2 separate regions of the Sus scrofa genome follow, and region 1 is linked to region 2. A link is a contact called in public HiChIP or PLAC-seq data. All regions are on one chromosome and are shown on one strand. Each heading gives the region's core, a stretch centred on a gene start, on an enhancer-like site or on the middle of the called end of the contact. The rest is flanking DNA. Distances are from core to core; before and after follow the strand shown. Region 1 holds the start of ADAMTS12 (A disintegrin and metalloproteinase with thrombospondin motifs 12). Region 2 overlaps ADAMTS12 (A disintegrin and metalloproteinase with thrombospondin motifs 12).

What was found. HiChIP or PLAC-seq counts read pairs in DNA pulled down with a chosen protein or histone mark.
Region 1: a contact with region 2 is called in an H3K27ac HiChIP or PLAC-seq map of skeletal muscle. The contact joins the promoter of ADAMTS12 here to the enhancer-like site in region 2. A contact is called at or near these places in 3 of 5 promoter capture datasets (fetal liver, fetal skeletal muscle and liver), 5 of 47 Hi-C or Micro-C datasets (embryonic fibroblasts, heart right ventricle, mesenteric adipose tissue and 2 more) and 1 of 2 datasets of contacts at active chromatin or transcription factors (skeletal muscle).

The regions. Positions count from the first base shown.
Region 1 is chr16:19,918,190-19,922,959 of Sscrofa11.1, forward strand. It overlaps ADAMTS12 (A disintegrin and metalloproteinase with thrombospondin motifs 12), which reads right to left and starts at 2,591. Exons shown (of 25, transcript XM_021076980.1): 1 at 1,872-2,591. The coding sequence starts at 1,998.
Region 2 is chr16:19,757,009-19,761,291 of Sscrofa11.1, forward strand. The region is part of intron 3 of ADAMTS12 (A disintegrin and metalloproteinase with thrombospondin motifs 12); the gene reads right to left. Among named protein-coding and RNA genes, the nearest start is that of ADAMTS12, 160 kb to the right of the region's middle. Within about 2 kb of position 2,768, at least 13 of the 83 cell types and tissues checked have an H3K27ac peak or open chromatin away from gene starts, as enhancers often do. A contact at or near this core is called in mesenteric adipose tissue, skeletal muscle and subcutaneous adipose tissue, where this site is marked.

The DNA.
Region 1 (4,770 bases), core at 1,341-3,840, 160 kb after region 2:
TGGCTCTGGTTACTACTGTAGTGTGGGCTCCATCCCTGGCCAGGAATTTCTATATGCCACAGGCACAACCAAAAAATAAAAATAAAAAATAAATTTAAAAAAAAAACCTAAATAATTGTGCATCACTAATAAGCTCAGAGCACCGTACACCTGTTTTCCACTATCAACTCCTCTTGGCCATAAAGGTGACCAGGGAAGACAACCATCTCTCACTTTCCAGAGAAAGCCAGTCCCAGTGGAGTCTGCTCCACACTGAGCTGAATACATTTACAAAGATGTGGAGCAAGCAGCGCTGAAAACCAATCCAGGAGAATGTGTGTCTTTGAACCAAATCATCTCCAAATGCCCTGGGAAGTGCTCGCAGGCTTTGTTTGTGCTGCCTGCCGGCAGAAGAGAGACTTTTCACAAAAGGGCTGTTTTTCAAAGAACAACAAACGCTGCTATTTCGAACTTGGGGGTGGGAGATCATATCTGGACCGTTTACACAAGTGAGTGCTGGCTGATTGACATCTCACCCTAGTGTTTGTGGGCTCTGGCTTCCAAGGAAAGCAAAGGGACCTGCTTTGAGTGGCTCTGGAAGTCAGCAGCATTTGAGCTCTCCAGCAGTATCTGAACTTTGTAAAGTAGGCAGAAATCCTCCACAACGTCAGGCGGGAGATGCCTGCCACCCAAGTGGTCTTGGGGTCAGGAAGCTGTGGAAGCTTCCCAAAACTTGAGCGTGGTCAGCAGGCACAGGATTTAATGGATGCTAACCTCGTGCTGTGTGTGTGTGTGTGTGTGTGTGTGTGTGTGTGTGTGTGTGTGTTGTCCCGATTGTCGCTCTAGGACAATGCTGCTGGATGGTAAGAAGGCAGCCTCTGGACTCAGGCTACCTGGGTTTAAAACCTCACTCCACCATAACTAAGCCCACAAACTCCCCAAGCTTTGGGTTCTTCAGGTGTAAAGCAGAGATAGCAACAATGGTCCCTGAACCCCAGGAGGCTGTTGACAGTGGTCAAGACGATAGCACATGAGTGCCTTAGCCACGCGGGCCATGTCTGCTGCCATGACGGTATTTTCCCAGAAGCCCAATGAATTCCCCAACAAACAGGAAAGTGTCTGACCCTTGCAAGTCCAATAAAAAAGCAAAGGCAACAGTATCATTCTGCTCAGGGTGTTGGGTTTTAAAAGATACCTAATAATAACAGTAATAATAATAAAACAAATGGTCCATCCCAACTCCTCCCCTGCTTTCTACAGCATTACAAGTTTTATGAAATTCAGAAAGAGAAGCAGCAGAACAGAGAAAGGTGAGCCCCTTCGGAAGGGAATTTTCTCCAAAAGAACTGTTATTTTTACAACACAGCCCTAAATCTTTCCAGGAAACCAAAACACAGCCAAGCTCACTCAGCAGGGGGGCGGAATCACATTTCCCCTCCCCTCTGCCAGCAGTTTCAAACTAACTAGAAACATGGCAATAACTGCCAGTGGCCGGTTGCAAATTAAAAAACAAAAAAAAAAAAAAGAAAAAAAAATTTCATGCGTTCACAATCTGAAAAATAGGGGCGGAAACAGTGCAGCATTCAGAGGAGACAAAGCGGGGAGGCGGGCTGGGGGGGTGGCTACTAGCTACCTCTAGAGCCTTCTCTGCAGCATCCTTAGTGTAAAAAGATCAGGATCCTTGCCTTTCAGGAAGAGGTAAGGAATCAACCCTTTAAGCACTGAATTCCGAGAAGCCCCCGCTTTACCCAACTCCCAGCCCAAATTTCCTCGCAACTCAGCCAAACGGCCTTTCGGAGTGCAGCCAAGTGGGGGAAGGGAAAGGGGAGCAACCAACTTTTCAGGCGTCTTACCACTGCGGTTTTTAGAGCAAATCTGGAAAAGCCACTAACCTTGCTTCCTGTCCGGGAAGCGCAGCGGGCCCGGCTGCGGTGGTCGCTCAGAGCAAAGGACCCCCAAGTTCAGGAGCTGAGCCATAACGAAGAGCTTTGCAAGCCAGCTCCTCTGGACACATGGCATGATTCAGTTGTTGGGGAGAAGAAACGTCAACAAGTTTTAGCTCTCAGCTCAAGAAATCAAGTCCTCGCCTGTGGCCGGGCAGGAAGATGCCGGGGTGCATGGTCCAGGAGTGCGAAGGGAGAGACTGCAAGGCTGCCCACGCCCTCCCTTGGCTTTTTTTTAAGCAGAAAGGGGCTCGTTACCTTTCTGTTCCCTCCCTCCTCCTGAAAGGGGAGTGATTCAGCTGACAACGTCTGCTTTCCGCCGGGTGCGGGAGGGCGCAGCCCACTCTGGATCCCACCCCTCTGCCTTGGGCGCCTGGCCTCGCAGCCGGCCCCGCGCATCTTCCTCCGGGACTCCCACCCCCTCCTCCGCTCCGCCGGCCCCGCCCAGAGCCAAGCCGGCCGGCCAAATAGGGGAGCCCCGGGGAGAGTCGCCCTGGGCGGGCCTCCGAGTGAGAGGCCCCCAGGCCAACTCCTGATACCGGCGGAAAATGCTGAGCGCAGAGATGGGACCGCGGGGGACCCCACTCCCTGACCTCCTCAGCTCAATGCTGCCCCCTTCCTGGCCTTTCTCCTCCCAGTTCCCCAACTTTTCCCACCATTGCTCCACCAAGACTCAGCTGGTTCGACTTCTCTGCGATTCGTTTCCAGGGCCGGCTTCCGTTTGAAAAAAGTTAACAGGCAGTGTTTCTCTTTCCCAAGTAGAGACAGATGGTCTGGGCTAATCTACTAGGTCGACCCTGCACAAGTCCCTTCATCTGCACCACGAGGTGAGGGGACCCAGTGACCAGGAGCCGCTTTAAGTCTGTGGTCTCCCTGGCACTTCACTAAGCCCGAAGGGTAACCAGGAGAGAAAAGGAAGTAAGTCAGCCGGAGATGGTAGCTCTCCACTTTCCTGGCACAAGCTGCCCATGGAAGCGGAAACCATTCAGAGGCTCAAGCTTTACATCGCTGAGAGAATGCCCCAAACCAGGGGGCTTGCCAGGCATCCAGAGAGATTCCTGGGATGATCCCGCCAAGATTTTGCACCTCTGGGCTGAAACCAGCTAACTTATTCCACTCAGGAGGAATCTGGCCCCACACTGGTTCTCCATGGCTTCCAGCCGCCCGGATGTGTTCAGCAAGAGACTGAAGATGCCAGTTCATCCAACCTTGCTCAGGGCCAGGGAAGCCAAGTCCAAGCAGTGACCCAAGTGCAAGATGGTGCTCACAGGCCTGGGGCAGGCAGTTTGAAGAACTTCAGACTGGATATATACACACCATGACATTTCAAGGGGTAGGTATAAGATTCCTGTTATTGCCATCACAAATTCCCACAAATCTGATGGCTTAAAACAACACAGGTTTAGTATATTACAGTTCTGGAGGTCAGAAGTCTGCGATGGGTCTCATTGGGCTAAAACCTAGGTGTTAGCACAGCTGCATTCCTTTCTAGAGCCTATTTGCTTGCCTTTTCCAGCTTCTAGAGGCTGCCCACTTCCCTTGGCTCATGGCCCTCTTCCCCCATTTTCAAAGCCAGTAACAGCCAGCTGAGTCTCTTTAAGTTGCATCAGCCTGACACTCTCTCTTTTTTCTCACTTCCCTATTTATAAGGACCCTTGTGATGACATTGGACCCATCTAGATCATCCAGGTTAATCTCTTTCTCTTCTGATCAGCTGATTAGCAACGTTAATTCCATCTACAGCCTTTATCCCCCTTGCCATATAATATTGCCATGTAACATGTTCTGTTATGCTATCATAGGCCAGTCAAAGAAGGGCTATGAGCATCTTTTCCTGTTGCATAAACATCAGGTAAGAAGAGCACAACTTAAGTCCAAAGGAGAGTCAGGTAAGACAGGCATATCTAGTGAAATGGCATGAAGGCCCAACGGAAAGACAATTGCAAGGGCATTAAAGAAACACTTTGAGGAGATCCCATCATGGTGCAGTGAGAATTAATCTGACTAGGAACCATGAGGTTGCAGGTGGAATCCATGGCCTCGATCAGAGCGTAAAGGATCAGGCATTGCCGTGAACTGTGGTGTAGGACGGCGGCTGTGGCTCTGATCCGACCCCTAGCCTGGGAACCTCCACGTGCCTCAGGTGTGGCCCAAAAAGACAAAAGACAAAAAAAAAAAAAAAACAAAAACAAAAACCACTTTGAGCTAACTGTGTCTCTTTCCCTTTGTTCATCTTCCCCTTCCTCTCCTGTTTGCCTTCTCCTCTTTCTCTTCTTCCTCTTTCTGCTTCTTCTTCTCCTTTTAACAGCAAGCAGGGTTTCACCTGAAGAGCGAGATTACATCTGGCTTCCAGTCCCTGGAGAAAAGCTATGTCTCTCAGGCAGGAACCGAAAGAACTCTGGGAACTACCAAGTCCCAACAATATCAGGGGGGGATCCACAGAATTCTCTGGCCTCACGGCTTCTCATTCTCTTCAATAAATGGGCATTCCCCTTACCCTCGCTCTTCCACCTACTCTCAGGACCACAACCAGGAATGTCTGTCATCCAGAAGGCACCTAAGACTGAAATATTAAAATTATAAAATCTCCCCAAAACTTCATGTTCCGCCTACCTTATCAGCCTAGTAAGGACTCCCCATCTTTTGATCTCTTCATCCTTCATTGTCCCGTAATCTATAAGCACCTCTTTGGCTTTACCTCCCTTTCTGCCCAATCATATCCCTATGATCTATCTCTTTATTTATTTATTTTTTGTCTTTTTGGCATTTCTTGGGCCACTCCCGCAGCATATGGAGACTCCCAGGCTAGGAGTCGAATCGGAGCTGCAGCCACCAGCCTACGCCAGAG
Region 2 (4,283 bases), core at 1,518-4,017:
ATCCAGAATTGAGGCTGTGGAGTGACAGGAATTAAATGCTCTGTTCTAAGAGACAGGCTGTCTAGGAGAGAGATGCTAGAAGCCTGCAGAGGGCTACAGATGACCCTGACCGAGGAATGTTAAGATTACATCTTACTAGACAGTATGCAACTATGAACAAGACTATAAATTCTTCCATGAATACACAGGAGTTATCGGATATTTAGGATTTTAAAACTCTATCCTTATGGTCAATATCAGAGAATTTTTTCTTCAGCAAAAAGGTATAAAATTCTGTTCCAGCCCTGACCGGTTGTGGCTAGAGCTGCAACTGCACTGAGAAATATTCTAGGGCTGCGTCTAAGCTGAGCAAGATAGGATGTTGTAACAGATTAGTGATGTTTGCCCAGACACCAGGAGTCAGAAGCAGCAACGCATGTGCCATATTCCTACCATCTTTCTTCTCATTCCAAATCCAATCAGGAGCCATGAAAAAAGTTTGGGGGGGGGGGACTGATGGATACTTATCTGATACTAGAATGGGAAAGAACTTTAAGCATAAAAGTGTTGGAGACCACTGAACTGCTGAATTCTGCAGAAGGCAACTATCTGCCCACGCAGAGTTCTAAAGTACAGGGTGTCCTTCAAAGACAAGATAAGGGAGTTGTGCATAAACCATGCTATTCTATAAGCAACTGCACTATGCCCTAGAGGTAGGCACCAGTGCTAATGGTTTCCTTTGTTATTCACTAAGAGGGAGCTTTGTCATTGGCTATGCCTGATTTTACTCACTTCCCCTACATACATCCCCTTCCTGAATAAAAGGCCTGTGGGCTAAAGCCTAGGCGCCTTTGTTCCGTGAACAGAGTGCCTCCTGGTCCCCCACTTTCTAAAGATAAGAGTCTTGTGTTTTGTTCTCCTGCGCCATCCCTCTTCCAGGGTCTCCTGTTGCCCTGCAGCGCTGGACGCAGCATAAAAGGAATGGAAAAAACTGGGGGAAAAAAATCCAGCAAAAATCTAAAATATCTAGATATCAAAAATATTAAAAATTTAAAAAGCAGAAAAAGTATTTTTTCACAAATAGGACAAAGTTATTACATATTTATATATGAAGCTCTTTTATGAATTATTAAGAAAAATGCTAATGACCCAAAGGAGAAAACAACAAAAGAACATGGAGAGATAGTTCTTAAGGAAGAATTTTAAATGACTCAAAAACTTCAATTACAAATGTGCATACTCATATTCAAAGAAATGATAGAGTACCCATGAGATAGCGTATCTTGGACATAAAATTAGAAAAGATTAAAAACTATACTTTACTCAATGCTGATAAGAATTTAAGTAGGTACTTTTATATGTTATTTTAGGAATATAAATTGCCATTTTTTTCTTTCTTTTTTTTTAGGGCCACACCCACAGCATATGGGAGTTCCTAGGCTAGGGGTTGAATGGGAGCTATAGCTGCCAGACTACACCACAGCTATAGCCGCGGCCACAACCACGGGATCCAAGCCACATCTGTGACCTACACCACAGCTCACAGCAACGTGAGATCCGTAATCCACCAAGTAAGGCCAGGGATCAAACCCTCATCCTCATGGACCCTAGTTGGGATTGTTAAGCACTAAGCCACGAAAGGAACTCCCTAAATTGGTTTTTTGAGACTACTGTAAATAATTTCTAGTGATACATTTATAGGAATCTAACCTAAGGTAATATTCTTAAATGATTACAAAATGTACAGTACAAGAATAATAATCATACAGTTTTATTATAACAATATTTTGGAAAAAGATCTATCTGTCCAAACTAAGAGGACAGTAAAGAAAATCTGATCTAATAGGAGTTTTAAGCAATTCTTACAATTGTTTTGAAAGGTTTTGTATGTTCCAACTGTGTGTTTCATTATATTTTTATCCAATATTAAATTAAAATATATTGCCATGTCATATTATAGAAAATAAATAAAATATCTATAAGTAGTTGTTATTTTTTGGTTGTATGATTACGACTAATTTTTATTTTCCTCATTTTTATTAGTCTATATTTTCCCAGGGAAAAATAATTTATATTTATGATTTCTTTTAAATTAGAAAAAAAATTTAATTCCATCTGATTAAAAATGCCACATGAACATTTTTTTCCAAGCAAAGTAATCACAGGAAAGAGTCGACAGGCCCGAACAAGTTCTATAGTCAAACGGACCTTGGTCACTTTTAACAATGTTGAGTTTGGGCAAACACTTAACCTCTCTGAGCCTCAGCTTCCTTGTCTGTAAAATGGGGCTGATAATGGTGCCTACGCATAAGGTAGCTGTGAGTCTTACTTAGTAAGAGACCCTCTCAAGCGGTCAGTACTGCTCTTGGCCCCTAGGAGGTACTGAAACACTGATCATTAGCTGTTCTGAGGGAAGCTGACCATCAGCTTTGGATGGATTGGTCTCAGCCAGTGAAACTGGCTGTGGCACCCCTGGGTCCTTCCACTGCACATGTGTGTCAGCATGGCCGTGCTTTGTGCAGTTCCAGCTGGCTTTGTGGTTGGCCTCAAGGACCTATGTGAGCTGGAGTTTCCTGAGAATCGCCACTGATGCCATTGCATAAACCATCCTTCCATGTGTAGCCAAGGAGACTCCTCAGCGAGACACAGCTCCTACCAGCCCCTGTAAGAGAGGCTAATATTTACTGCGCTCTTCATCCTCTCCAACTCACACAGACACTTAGCTGTGTGCATTTTATAGAGGAAGACAACCAGGCTCAGAGAGCTTCAGAAACTTGTCTGAGATCACAAAGCGGCTCAGTGCCAAGATTTCACATTCACGGCCATGTGATGTCAGAGCTTGGACTCTCTAGTCACCATCAGCACACACACACACACACACACACACACATACACACACTCACACTCAACTCTTAGCATCAGGCTGCCTCTGAGGACAGCTAAGCAGTGCTCAAACCATCAGGGCCAGTGAAGAAGCCCGTTTTCCTCTCCTGGCAACTGGAGACCAATGCCCCTCTCTCTTTCAAGTGAAGTGGCCATCACTCTGTCACTCTTGGTGCTCTGGAGTGAAAGTTGCTTCCTCTGACAAAGAGAGATCCCCCTCAGACTCTGCCTGAGCTGCTGGAAGTACTTCTGGGTCAGAGGGGAGGCCACAGCCCTGCAAAATCAGTGCTCAGGAATTACAGCAGAGGACAGAGATCCAAAGCCCTTGAAGAAGCAGCGACATCAGCCGGAAACCTCAGCTGACCAAGAAAACTTGCTGTTTCTCTTGACTTGAACCAGCTCGAGACTTTGTCGCCATATGGTTTTGAGTAATCACAAATTATAAAAATGATAACAACACCAGCTGCTAACACATATCACACATTCAGTTCACTTTGCTAAAACATGTACAGCTTTTAAAATTTCTTTCAACAAACTAATGCCCTGAGAGTGATTTTTATGAGCCCAATTTCCTGATAGTGATTCATGATGAAAGCATCCATGCTTATGTACGGGGTGGGTGAGGAAGTGGGACCCTGCTCCAGAGAATGGGAACCCCCAGAGGCCCGATGGGAAGGGCGCTTGTGCCAAAAATGGAAGAAGGCTGAGAGGGCACATCCTTGGACAAAAGAGCAGCTGGAGTATCTGCTCAGGGCTGGAGACATGCCCAGAGCCTGGCTGGAGGAGGACCTACAGGCAGCCTGACGTGGTCTGGAGTCTTCAGCATCCAGTTTCTAGACTGGCACCTGCTTTCCTCCAGGGCATGCCTTGCTACTAGGGACCTTGATGAGTTCTATAATCTCAGGTCTCTGGTAGGTTCTCTTGTTTTTTAACTGTCCTAAGACCTAATAAAATGTTTTCTTTAATAATAATAAATTTGAGGTGTTCCCATTGTGGCTCAGTGGTTAACGAATCTTACTAGGAACCATGAGGTTGCGGGTTTGATCCCTGGCCTCGCTCAGTGGGTTAAGGATCTGGCGTTGCCGTGAGCTGTGGTGTAGGTCGCAGCCATGGATCGGATCCCGAGTTGTTGTGGCTGTGCTGTAGGCCAGTGGCTACAGCTCCAATTAGACCCCTAGCCTGGGAACCTCCATATACCACGGGCATGGCCCCCCAAAAAAAAGACAAAAAAAATAATAATAATACATTTGAAAGAACATACATCGAGCATTTACTTTAATATATTGTGCATGCTTAGCTCTTTTAATCCTTACAACAACCCGTCCTGATGAAGGAAACCCAGGCACACCGAGCTGGAGTAATTTGCCCCAGGTCCTCTTTTTTAAGGAATAAATCGATGAACTCATGAATGAAGGCACTAA